Linked DNA regions of Oryctolagus cuniculus: region 2 is linked to region 1. A link is a contact called in public Hi-C data. All regions are on one chromosome and are shown on one strand. The core of a region is the stretch at or near the end of the contact, and the rest is flanking DNA. Distances in the headings are between cores, read along the strand shown. Region 1 overlaps NUFIP2 (nuclear FMR1 interacting protein 2). Region 2 overlaps GIT1 (GIT ArfGAP 1).

Region 1 (6,522 bases), core at 2,926-5,425:
TTTCTAACTCACACTTTAGAGAGTAAGAGAGAATTTGATCAAGCTACCCATTTTTGGTGCCAGGTATGCTGTCAGTTGCTGACCAGGTTCTGGATTGGCCACCATGGCTTCAGTTGCCAATTCTGATCCAGTTAGGTTAAGTGAAAGGGACTCCATGGGACATGGCTGTGGCTACCTAGGGCTTCTCTTCCACAGAAGTTGTAGGCAGGAACATTTCTCTGGGAAAGGAAATATGATTGTAACAGTCATGATGTTCTGTGCAGAACAGAAAGAAGAAACACCATGTACAAAGAGTGTGGAAAAGAAAAGTGCAGTGAATTGGGAGTTCATTCAATGGCTGTTTATTGAGGGATTGCTAAATGTCAGTCACTACGTCATGAATGGGTAACCAGTGCTATAATGAATGCTAAGATGCTGTGGGAGGCCATTACAGGGCCACTTGACATGGGGTATCAAGAAGGGAAGATGGAACTTCCTTCAGAGGAAGAATATTTCCACATTCCAACCAGAAAGAGGAATAGGAATAAAAAAGATCATGGGTGGGGCCAGTGCTGTGGCACTGCAGGTTTAGTCACTGCCTGCAGTCCCGGCATCCCATATGGGTGCTAGTTTAAGACCTGGCTGCTCCACTTCTCTGGCTGGGAGGGCAGTGGAGGATGGCCCAAGTACTTGGGTCCCTGCACTCAAGTGGGAAACCCAGATGAAGTTCCTGGCTTTGAAGACATCTAGCATTGCAGCCACCTGTGGAGTGAACCAGCAGATGGAAGATCTCTCTCTCTACCTCTCTCCTCTTTCTCTGTAACTCTGACTTTCAAGTGAATAAGTGAGTCTTAAAAAAAAAAAAATCAAATAAAAAAAGGGGGGGGTGATGCATGGCACATTCCAGGATCTGAAAGAACCTTCACAGGCTGTCAGAAAATGAAGGGGAATAGCAAGAGATAGGCAGGGACTACCTCATTAAAGTTCTAATAATTGTGGCTTCCAATTACTGAACACAGAACTGAGCAATGTGCTAATCATTTTATTTATGTTAGCTTATTTAATCCTCCCCACAACTCTATGAGGTATGAATAATTACTGTTTACATTTTCAGATGAGGAAACCAAACCTTAGTGAGAGTTAGTAACCTTATGATCACATAACTAGCAATAGCCCAAACTATTAACAACTAAATTATATTTATTTTGTGGGCCATGTTGAGGATATCACGGTATTTATTTTAAGACCAATGGAAAATCTTTGCAAGTTTTTCAGCATATTTGCTTTTCAGAAAGATCACTCTTGCTGCAGAATATAAAATGGATTACAGGGGGAAACAGGTATAGTAGGGGATCACTTGGCACTTGGGATGCTATTATGACCAGGTGAGAGATGGCAGTAACCTGGACTAGAATGGTAACAGTGACATGGCTATAATTATTCATGTCTTATTGTGATCAGTAAATGTTTAGTGAACTTCCAGGAAGAGTGCTAGGCCCTAAGGGTGTAACAGTGAACAAGTTATATATGATTCCTGCCCCCATAGGGCTTATTACCTAAGAGACAGAATGAAAGGTTGGTGCTGTGCTTTAATAGGCTAAGACTGCCTGCGGAGCCGGCATTCCATATGGGCACCAGTTCTAGTCCCAGCTGCTCCTCTTCCCATCCAGCCCTCTGGTTATGGCCTGGGAAAGTAGTGGAAGATGGCCCAAGTGCTGGGGCCCCTGTACCCACGTGGGAAACCCAGAGGAAGCTCCTGGCCCCTGGCTTTGGATTGACTCAGCTCCAGACATTGTGGCCATTTGGGGAGTGAACCAGTAGATGAAAGACCATTCTCTCTGTCTCTCCCTCCCTGTCTGTAACACTGTCTCTCAGATAAATAAATAAAATCTTGAGATAGAGTGAATGTGAATCAGTGATGAGCTGAATGTGGTAGAGATGAAAAAGAAGTAATCTGAGGTAATTCAGTGACTTTTGCTTATCTCCAGTGCCTACACTCCTTCTACCACACAAAGGCTTTTCAAAAAGTTCATGGAAAAATTGAATTCAAAGAGGTTTATTTGGGTGTAAAAATATTTAAATATTTTTTAAAGATGTATTTATTTACTTGAAAGGCAGAGTTACAGAGAGGCAGAGGCAGAGGCAGAGAGAAAGAGAGAAATCTTTCATCTGCTGGCTCTCTCCCCCAGTGGCCCTGTCAGAGCTGGGCCGATCCGAAGCCAGAAGCCAGGAACTTCTTCTGGGTCTCCCACACAGGTGCAGGGGCCCAAGGACTTGGGTCATCTTCTACTGGTTCCCCAGGCCATAGCAGAGAGCTGGGTCAGAACTGAAGCAGCTGGGACTCGAACTGGCTCCCATTGGGATGCCAGCACTGCAGGAGCAGCTTTACCTGCTTTGCCACAGTGCCAGCCCCATAAAAATATTTTGAAATCCACTTGTGGCTTTTCATTATACACATTTCCATGAACTTTTTTTCTTTAATTTTGATATATTTCTTGTTGAGGGGAGAGGGGGAGAGATCTTCCATCACTAGTTCACTCCTCCAGATGCTTGCAATAACCAGGACTGGGCCAGGCTGAAGCCAAGAGCTTTGAACTCCATCTGTGTCTCCCATGTGGGTGGCAGGGAACCAACTACTTGGGCCATCATTTGCTGATCACCTGCTGATTCCAGGGTCTGTTTAAGCAGGAAGCTTGGACAGGGAGTGGAACTGGGACCTGAACCTAAGCACTCCAAAATGAGGTGCGAGCATCCTGAGTGGCAGTTTAACTGCTGTGCTGAGTGCCTGCCCCTCCAGGAACTCTGTGAAGACCCAACATATGCATGGAGTTCAGAACCTTTCTGCAGCAAAAGAAACTTATCTTTTCATTCCATTTAATTGAACATTTTGAATACCCCGTGTGTCTACAAAGGATTGTGTGTTAGATGGGGAGCAGGGAGCCATAGGGTGAAGTTTGGAGGGAAGACCAAGGACAATTTGGAATGAGCCTTGTATGCTATTCTCATCAGTTTAGACTTTATTCTGGAGACTTCAGGGAGCCACTGAAAATATGTGAGCAGGGAAATAGCTTGGACTTATTGGCATATCAGCTTCCTCTCTAACACTTAAAAATTCCTCCAGGGGCCGGGGCTGTGGCTCAGTAGGTTAATCCTCCATCTGCGGTGCTGGCATCCCATATTAGGCACTGGTTCTAGTCCTGGCTGCATTTCTTCCCATCCAGCTCTCTGCTATGTTTGTTTTTTTTTTTTTTTTTTAATTTTTGACAGGCAGAGTGGACAGTGAGAGAGAGAGAGAGACAGAGAGAAAGGTCTTCCTTTGCCGTTGGTTCACCCTCCAATGGCCGCCGCGGCCGGCGCGCTGCGGCCGGCGCACCGCGCTGATCCGATGGCAGGAGCCAGGAGCCAGGTGCTTTTCCTGGTCTCCCATGGGGTGCAGGGCCCAAGCACCTGGGCCATCCTCCACTGCACTCCCTGGCCACAGCAGAGGGCTGGCCTGGAAGAGGGGCAACCGGGACAGAATCCGGCGCCCCGACCGGGACTAGAACCCGGTGTGCCGGCGCCGCTAGGCGGAGGATTAGCCTAGTGAGCCGCGGCGCCGGCCCTAGCTCTCTGCTATGGCCTGGGATAGCAGTAGAGGATGGCCCAAGTCCTTGGGTCCCTGCACCCATTTGGGAGACCCGGAAGAAGCTCCTGGCTCCTGGCTTCCGATCAGTCCAGCTCCCGCCGTTGTGGCCATTTGGGGAGTGAACCAGCAGATGGAAGACCTCTCTCTCTGTCTCTCCCTCTCACTGTCTGTAACTCTACCTGTCAAATAAATAAATAAATAAAATCTTTAAAAAAAAATAAAAGTTCCTCCAAAGCTAAATCACCAGTTTAAGAATGAGGATGCCCTGATCTTTTTTTTTTTTTTCATACTCTGTCCTCTAGTGGCAAGAGGAAAAACAGCAAGCTCAAGCTCTAACCCCACAGGTTAGTAAGGACCAGGCAGCTTTGATTTGCCCTCAAAGTCATTCCTCCTGTATGGCTCAGGAAGTTTTGTTGCTCAGTTTCCAGCAGAGTATCCATTCATCCCGATTTCCCCTAGCTCACTGACACAGCTATGGCTCTGAGTGACAGCTGTCTTCCGGGAACTCTTACCAGCCTGGTTCCCAACCTCTCAACTGACAACTGCATTCTGGGTCGCTTTGGAGCGCCCTTGCTGTGCAGATCTCTGTCAGCAGCCATGAGGAATCAGCAAAAGCGAACACTGCTGCCCTCAGGTGGGAACCTGGTGAAGTGCGCATTGCGCTTTTGGAACCCTTCCCTCTCAGAAAGATGATTCTTTAAACTTATTAAAGTCCTAGTACGCATCTGCTTCCTTCACATTTGAGTTGTGAAAAGGATAAGGCCTCCTTTGCCTCAAATTTAAGGAAGCAATGTGGAGGGAGAACAAACAGAAGTTCCTCTTCTCTGTGAATTTCATTGTCATCATCATCACCCTTTCACCATTTGAGCACCAGACACCGAAAACAACTTTGCAAAGGCTTGAAAATAGAAGGCATGAATTTCAATTTTTAAAAAAGGATTTATTTATTTATTTGAAAGGCAGAGCAACAGAGAGAGGGAGAGACAGAGAAAGAGAGATCTTCCATCCACTGGTTCGTTCCCCAAATGCCCACAACAGCCAGGACTAGGACAGGCCAAAGCTAGGACAGGCACTCCATTCAACCCTCCTGCATTCTTGGTAGGATTTAAGTACTTGAGCCATCATCTGCTGCCTCCCAGACACATTAGTTGGGAGATGGATTAAAGTGGAAGCAGTTGAGACTCCGACCAGGCACAGGATTCAGCCGTCTTCAAGAGGCAGCCCAACCCACTGTGCCACAATACCTGCCTTGGATTTTGATTGTTTGTTGCAGCAAAATGAACATCTTATATTTTATTTTTATTTTCATTTTATTTGGAAGGCAGAGACAGAGACAGGCAGACAGAGGTTTTCCATCTGTTAGTCCTCTCCCCAAATGCCTGCAATAGCAGGGGCTGGGCTAGGCTAAAGCCAGGAGCCCAAAGTCCATCTTTGTCTCTCACATGGATGACAGGGACCCAAGTAGTGGAGCCATTGCTTGCTGCCATTCAGAGTTGCACTAGCAGGAAGCTGGGATCAGAAGCAAAGTCAGGACTTGAATCCAGGTACTCTGATATGTGATGTGGGTATCCTAAATGCTGTGCTAAATACCCACCCCTAACTTATCTTTTAATTCCATGTTCTGCAGTCTTTTTGAAGTACCTTCATGTAGGGCAAGCTTTGCAAGAATGTCTCCTGCTTTCTTTAAAGAGATATTCTCTTTCACTACTTTATAGCCAGTCCCTATGCCCCCAGAGTCCTCATGTTTTAAGATACAGCTCTGATAATATCCATCTTAGGAGTCTTATTAATCTATGCAGCTTAGAAACAAATACTGGAATTGCTTCTCAAAAGTTCAGATTGATTTAAATATCCACTGGCAATATCCCTTTGGCATCCTCTCCAGTTTTAAAGAACTTGGGTCACCATCTCCTCCACTCATTGACTCAGCACTTAGTGGCAAAGTGACCCTTTAAATCTCATCTCAGCTAAGAAAGCTTCTCTACCTCCCAATATTGTGATTTTATGAATTAAACACTGATGCTTTTCTGACTTCACACATATATACCACCCACAGACAATTTATTCCACAATTTCTTTTAAAGCCAGGGGCTTTAAGATTTCTGACCGACAGATCCCTCCCCCATCCAAGCCCTCTATTCATCCAGGAATTTGTGATGGAAATAGTACTGCATGCTAGAGTAGAGCTGCATACCAGGGCTGCTGAGAGTGGAGTGGCTGTTGCCATGGGGGCAAAAGCGTTTGTACAGCACTGCTGTGAGGTAGTAGGAAGGCAGAAGAAGGCCCAAGGGTTGTTTAGATTCAGAGCTGAATAGAGGGATAACAGAACTAGCCCCCTCATTTTACAGATGAGGAAACTGAGGCCCCAAGGCTAAGTTAAATAACTTACTCTAGGCTCTTGGGCAGGTTAGAGACAGAGCTGTGCCTCTTGCAATGTATCACTCTCTTCAATGAAATAGCCACACTGGTTCTGGCTGAGTGAATGCTTCTCCAGCCAGTTCTGCTAAAGTCACTGTGCTATTGCAGCATCCTCAACCCCAGGTAGAAGGGCCAGGAAATGTGAGACTGGCAACAATGGATATGTAAATATCTTTGCATTTGTATGCATGCCTATGCTTGCATCAAATTACAAGTGCACACCTGAGGGTGATTGTGCTGACTGGCTATTTGTGTAGCTCTCTGGTTACTGAAAGTCATTAGACCTCAGTTTCCTCAGGAGTGAAATTCAAATAAGAAATAATACTTATCTCCGGGCCGGCGCCACGGCTCACTAGGCTAATCCTCCGCCTTCCGGTGCCGGCACACCGGGTTCTAGTCCCGGTCGGGACGCCGGATTCTGTCCCGCTTGCCCCTCTTCCAGGCCAGCTCTCTGCTGTGGCCAGGGAGTGCAGTGGAGGATGGCCCAGGTGCTTGGGCCC
Region 2 (6,522 bases), core at 2,341-4,840, 230 kb before region 1:
GTGTGCTGGTGTGTGACGAGTGCTGCAGTGTGCACCGGAGCCTGGGACGCCACATCTCCATTGTCAAGCACCTTCGCCACAGCGCCTGGCCTCCCACACTGCTGCAGGTACAGGGGTGGGCCATGTGGTTTTTCCTTCCCTGCAGACCCAGGCCTGGGCTCAGGTCCTCCCCACCGCAGCCCCACCCTCGGTGGAATCTGCAGCTTCCACGGGGCAGCATCCCCTAGGCAGAGCTGACCCTGACCCTGACCCTGACCCTCCTCACCCCTGCTGCGCTCACAAACACAGCCAGTTCTTGCCCCGACTCTGCAGCTTCCTAGCAGCCAGGTGGCGCCATGCAAGGCACTTGGCATGCTCCATGGGATCCAGGCCTCTGGGTGGCCTGGCTGGCTGCAGGTGTGGGGTGGCAGACCCACAGGAGGTCCCTTCCGTGCACTAGGGATGGGTCCCCGATGCCCAGCACGCAGTGGGCGCACGCTCACTTGGCAGCCTTTCCCCGCAGATGGTGCACACGCTCGCCAGCAACGGGGCCAACTCCATCTGGGAGCACTCCCTGCTGGACCCCGCACAAGTGCAGAGCGGCCGGCGCAAAGCCAACCCGCAAGACAAAGTCCAGTGAGTGGGGCTGCAGGGGCGGCGGGGAGGGCGTGCGTGGCCTGGGCTGTGGCCGGGGACACACGTTTCCTCCTGTGTGTGCCGTGCAGCCCCATCAAGTCCGAGTTCATCAGGGCCAAGTACCAGATGCTGGCGTTTGTGCACAAGCTTCCCTGCCGGGACGATGATGGGGTCACCGCCAAAGACCTCAGCAAGGTGCGGGGGGCCCTGCGAGGGAGGGGCGGGCCTCTGCTTCCCACCCCCACACACCGCGAGGGCCTCTCCTTCATGACCAGTGAGCCCGAGGCCCCTAGGGCTGCCTGGCCAGGGGAAAACAGTGGCCACAGCAGGGGACAAGATTGCTCCATCAGGCTGTGTGTGACCAAGGCGCCTCAGCTCCCGAGTGTGCACATGAGGCTAACGTCCCCCAGCTGCCACTCAGAAGCTAAGGGCAGGTGCGAAGGCTCTCAGAGCCTCAGTGGTCTCATCTGTAAAATGGGAAAGAAATAATAGCAACTACCTCATAGGTGATATGGCTTCCTGGCAGAGCATACAAGCACACAGCGGCTGGTGACTGTGGCAGTTGTTACGATTTTTTGAATCTTATTTTTATTTATTTGAAAGGCTGACAGAGATCGCCCAGCTGCTTGTTCACTCCCCAAATGCCTACAACAGCCAGGGGTGGGCCAGGTCTAAGCAAGAAACCCAGAGCTCAGTCCAGGTCTCCCATGTGGGCGACCGGGACCCAGGCACCTCGAGCCATTCCCTTCAGCCTCTCGGTACATTAGCAGGAAGCTGGTTCCTAAGTGGAGGAGCTGTGACTTGGAGCAGGCCCTCTGGATGGGGATGTGAGCATCCCAGGCCGCATCCTGGCTGCTGCACCGGGTGCCAGCCCTGAAGGCAGTTTTTATTCGTTGGCATTCACTCCTGGTGGGGAGCCTTCTGTCTTCCCTGACATGGCCAGATTTTGGCTGAGGCCCTTGGAGCTGGTGGGCTTGCGGGGAGCAGCGGGGCAAGGGGCAGCTTGGGGCAGGACTCGTGCACACGCGTGCACAGTTACTGCACACTCCACTGCTTGCAGCAACTGCACTCAAGCGTGCGGACCGGCAACCTGGAGACATGTCTGCGCCTGCTGTCCTTGGGCGCCCAGGCCAACTTCTTCCACCCAGAGAAGGGCACCACACCCCTGCACGTGGCTGCCAAGGCAGGGCAGACGCTGCAGGCAGAGCTGCTGGTCGTGTACGGGGCTGACCCTGGCTCCCCCGACGTTAATGGCCGCACACCCATCGACTATGCCAGGTGAGGGTCGGCCAGGGGGTGAGGCCTGGCCGGTGGGGGCAGTGGGCTGCTGCTGCAGGGCTGAGCCATACCCCTCCCCACAGGCAGGCCGGGCACCATGAACTGGCGGAAAGGCTAGTCGAGTGCCAGTATGAGCTCACTGACCGGCTGGCCTTCTACCTCTGTGGACGTAAGCCGGGTGAGCAGAGCACGGGCAGGTCTGGCTGGGCCTGGCAGGTGGGACCCAGACACACCCCAGCAGCAGGTGCCATGGTGACAAAGCCGGCTGGGGAACAGTGTTGCTAGGCAACTGGCTCCTGTGAAATTGCTGCAGGCTCTGGGCTGCAGCAGGTTGGGGCCAGAGAGTGGGGGTGGGCCTAACTTCCAGCCAGCTCCCAGCGCTCTTGGGGTGGCCTGCCCTCCCCCTTCCCCCCCGACACTTCTGGGTGCCAAGCCCTGCTTGTGGCAGTGGGGTGGGCTCCCAGCTGCTGAGGCCACCCAGCACCAGTGACTTGGCATTTTTATTTTTGTTCAGATCACAAGAATGGGCATTACATCATCCCACAGATGGCTGACAGGTGAGTGCCCACCTGACGCCCCTTCCCAAAGGCTGTTGGATGCCATGCGGACGTTTGACCCCCAGAGGCCCCACCCCATCCTCTCCCCTGGTTTCAGGGGCCTGGGACCCCACCCCACCCCCATCCTGTCGGGGGGCTGGAGGCACAGGTATTTCAGAGCCTAGTCTTCACTCCTAATGCTGGGCCCAACGGCAGGTAAGGATTGCCAGCTCAGTACACGACCAGCACCACCTGAGCCGCTTGACTGCCCAGGGCACAAGGAGGGCCTCTCTGCTGGGAGGGTGGCTGCTGGGCTCTGACCCCACCTTACACAAACCTCTGTTCCGTAGTGAAAGATGGTAGGCTCCAGGGATTGACCCGCTCTGCGGCTACTGCCCAGGCCCTGGGCGCACACTCAGAAATCAGGCAAGGGCCATGCATGGCACAGGGTTTGAGTGAGGTGTTCCCGCCTCTGATCTGAGAGGCTGGGAGAGCCCCAGGTGGTAAGGACACCCCAGGCACTCATCCAGCTCAGGAGATGCATGCTAGTGCCACCTGGTGGCCATCTCTGGCCGCGGCGGTGTTCCACTGCCAGGCTGTAACTGGAGAGGAGCTTGCTCCCTCCCCTAGGAGCTGGTGTGAACAGATGCAGAGGGTCAGGCCTGGGCAGCAGGGATCCCTCAACCCAGACGTCCTGTTCTGAGACTCTCCCCATTGCTCTGGTCTGATTCTGCCTTGTGTGTGCGGCAAAAAGCCCGACTTGTGGGCACGCGCTCAGTGCAACATGGGCCGTGCACCTTCTCAGAGCCAGCAGCTACTCTGGGCACTGCAGTCACAGGCGGATGTCTGACATGTTCCCTGCTCTTGCTCCAGCTAGGGAGGCTGCCCGTCACTGCAGCTCTTGCCGACGGCAGGAGGCACAGGGGTTGGAAATACCACCCGGGATGGGGCGGGAGTCTCAGGAACACAGCCAGGGCAAGAGCCCAGGCCATTCCCAGGGCAGACGGGTTCCAGGCCCGGCGTGTGGGCTCAGCTGTGCCGTCCATGGGCTGTGGGACTGGAGGCAGGACGCTCAGCCCGTCTTGGCTACCTCATCTGAGGAGGGACTGGCAGAGCTGTTGAGAGGATTAAGTGAGATGATGCGTGCAAGGCATCCAGCCCGTACTTAGAAGTTCGCTTTCGGTGGAGGCAGGGCTGAGGCGTGCCCTGTGCACTGTTGGAATGTTGGGTCCCTACAGTGAGGGTGGTGCCACTGGGTGGGAAAGGCGCCCAGGCGAGAGGGAACGGCGCAGCACCTGGGGCGGGAGATGCCGAGGTGCTCCCGAGGTAGCCGAGAGCCCGTGAAGGGGCCCCAGACAGAGCAGGCAGGGTCGGGGTGCGTGCCGAGAGTGCCAGCTCCTCCCGAGGCGGCGCGAGCGGCCCTGCTGCTGGGTAACAGCTGCTGTCCTGTTCTTCCCTCTGCTGCCTTCCTCTGGACTTAGGTCTCGGCAAAAGTGCATGTCTCAGAGGTATAGAGGCTGTGGCGGGCGGGCGCGGGCGTCGCGGTCCTGTCTGCCTGGGAGCCCTGCATGCCTGGGAGGTCACCACAGGGGCCTGGCCACCTCTCACGGCCCTTCTTTCCCTTGCGTCTCCCCTCCTCGTCCCCAGCCTGGACCTGTCTGAGTTGGCAAAAGCTGCAAAGAAGAAGCTGCAGGCGGTGAGCACCCTGATGCTCGGAGCCCCCCACTAGCCCCCCCCGCCCCTGCACCCTTCCTGTCTTGGACCTCGGCTCTGCCTTCCATGTGCTAGGGCTCCCAGGGCCTTAGCCCCACCTCTGACCTACGAGGAATCAAGTAGTCCTGCTCCCTTCTGTCCTCGCCCTCCCTGGAGCTTGGACCCAAGCCCCTGCCTTGTTTTCCAGGTCTCAGAACACGGGGCTGGGTGGCAGCAAGGACACGAGCCTTTCCCCTGCCTCACGCCATCCTAGCCAGCTGGCCTGGCCAGCACTGGGGCCAGTGATCTGACAGAATCTCATCCCTCTCTGCCTCCAGCTCAGCAACCGGCTTTTTGAAGAGCTTGCCATGGACGTGTATGACGAGGTAGACCGGAGAGAGAATGACGCGGGTAAGTTCGGGGATGGCGGTCGGCCCGAGTGCCTCCCCTGCTGGGCCCTCAGTGGAACCCAGAAGAGGTGCCTGGCCGCGTCCCCGCTCCTCCCTCCCCTCTGCCCCCCACGTCACTGCCTCCTGGCCACAGCCAGATTCCAGCCTGAACTGGGGCTGCTGGATGGAGGGCGGGGTGGGCGTTGTTCTGTGCCTAGTCCCCCGCCAGCCTCATCCTGCATAAGCCTACCGCTCTGTTGAGCAGGCTCGGTGGGCATGGGGAGGCCCGGCCACCATGCTGATGGCCTCTCTGTCCCTCCCCCACAGTGTGGCTGGCCACCCAGAACCACAGCACACTGGTGACGGAGCGCAGCGCCGTGCCCTTCCTGCCGGTTAACCCGGAGTACTCGGCTACCCGGAATCAGGTCAGAGGGTGGTCTCTCCGTCCCCAGGAGCCCTGCCCTTCCTCAGCGCTCTGGGACTGGGCTCCTGCCCACCCTCGCCCCTCGCTGAGCTGGGGTTGGGGAACCAGGAAGACGTTGTTACTTTGAGTACTTGGCCTCTTCCCAGCGGGGCCCTGACGGACCAGCCCTGATTCAGGCGGGTGGCAGGGCAGTGCCTGGCGGCCCCGTCACTGCCAGTTAGGGGTCAGCGTGGTCTTCCCTGCCTTGCAGGGGCGACAGAAGTTGGCCCGCTTCAACGCCCGCGAGTTTGCCACCTTGATCATCGACATTCTCAGCGAGGCCAAGCGGAGGCAGCAGGGAAAGAGCCTGAGCAGCCCGACAGGTGCGGCGGGCGCGGCTCCCCCTGCCTGGGGAGACAGCCCAGGGGAGGCGCCCCGAGTGACAGGCCCTGTGCCCTCAGACCACCTCGAGCTGTCTGCACGGAGCCAGAGCGACCTGGACGACCAGCACGACTACGACAGCGTAGCCTCTGACGAGGACACGGACCAGGAGCCCCTGCGCAGTGCCGGCGCCACCCGGAACAACCGCGCCCGGGTCTGAGCACTGCCCCCGGCCCCAGCTCTACCTCCTCCCAGCGCAGGGATCGCCGGAGCCCCGGGCTGCGCCCGAGGGCTGACGGCCGGCGTGTCTCCCCACAGAGCATGGACTCCTCGGACCTGTCGGACGGGGCGGTGACGCTGCAGGAGTACCTGGAGCTGAAGAAGGCCCTGGCCACCTCGGAGGCCAAAGTGCAGCAGCTCATGAAGGTCAACAGCAGCCTGAGCGACGAGCTCCGGCGGCTACAGAGGGAGGTCAGCGCTGTCACCATGGCCACGGCCGGGGTTGTAGCGGGAGGGGGCCCGGCTGCGCCCCGCGGCCGACACACCGGTGTCCACCTGCAGATCCACAAGCTGCAGGCAGAGAACCTGCAGCTGCGGCAGCCCCCGGGGCCGGCGCCCACACCCCCGCTCCCCAGTGAGCGGGCGGAACACACCCCCATGGGGCCCGGCGGGAGCACCCACCGCAGGGACCGCCAGGCCTTCTCCATGTACGAGCCGGGCTCTGCCCTGAAGCCCTTCGGCGGCGGCGCGCCTGCGGACGAGCTCAGCACGCGGCTGCAGCCGTTCCACAGCTCCGTGAGTGCCCGCGGGCCTCGGGGCGGGGGCGGGGGCACCGGAGGCGAGCCCTGACGCCGCTGTGCTGACCCCGCAGGAGCTCGAGGACGACACCATGTACTCGGTGCATGTCCCTGCTGGCCTCTACCGGGTAAGCAGAGCCTGGGGCGGTCACACTGGGCACGCTGCGGGGGGTGGGGGAGGCGCTGACTCCAGCCCCGCCCTGCCTTGCAGATCCGGAAGGGGGTGTCTGCCTCAGCCGTGCCCTTCACGCCCTCCTCCCCGCTTCTGTCCAGCTCCCAGGAAGGAAGCCGCCACGCGGTAACGCCCGCCGCCCAGTACCCAAAGGGGGCTGGGGGCGACTGGGGGCGGGGGCGTGTGGGCCCAGGCCAGTCTGGAGCACTCACCCCCTGCCCCTCCACCCCCTTCAGAGCAAGCTCTCGCGCCACGGCAG

The links. Hi-C and Micro-C count contacts between places; a contact is called where the count stands out from the background.
Region 2: a Hi-C map of psoas muscle shows a contact between it and region 1, with 2.6 times the contacts expected there. The contact joins two enhancer-like sites. A contact is called at or near these places in 2 of 6 Hi-C or Micro-C datasets (psoas muscle and an unstated tissue).

What each region holds. Positions count from the first base shown.
Region 1 is chr17:44,814,929-44,821,450 of mOryCun1.1, reverse strand. All of the region lies in intron 1 of NUFIP2 (nuclear FMR1 interacting protein 2), which reads left to right. Among named protein-coding and RNA genes, the nearest start is that of NUFIP2, 27 kb to the left of the region's middle. Within about 2 kb of position 4,175, at least 1 of the 8 cell types and tissues checked has an H3K27ac peak or open chromatin away from gene starts, as enhancers often do.
Region 2 is chr17:45,040,834-45,047,355 of mOryCun1.1, reverse strand. It overlaps GIT1 (GIT ArfGAP 1), which reads left to right. Exons shown (of 21, transcript XM_051824591.2): 2 at 1-107; 3 at 503-615; 4 at 705-810; 5 at 1,676-1,893; 6 at 1,977-2,071; 7 at 2,408-2,450; 8 at 3,911-3,937; 9 at 4,077-4,125; 10 at 4,460-4,532; 11 at 4,838-4,935; 12 at 5,185-5,296; 13 at 5,375-5,508; 14 at 5,613-5,765; 15 at 5,856-6,089; 3 more. Among named protein-coding and RNA genes, the nearest start is that of GIT1, 8.5 kb to the left of the region's middle. Within about 2 kb of position 3,590, at least 3 of the 8 cell types and tissues checked have an H3K27ac peak or open chromatin away from gene starts, as enhancers often do.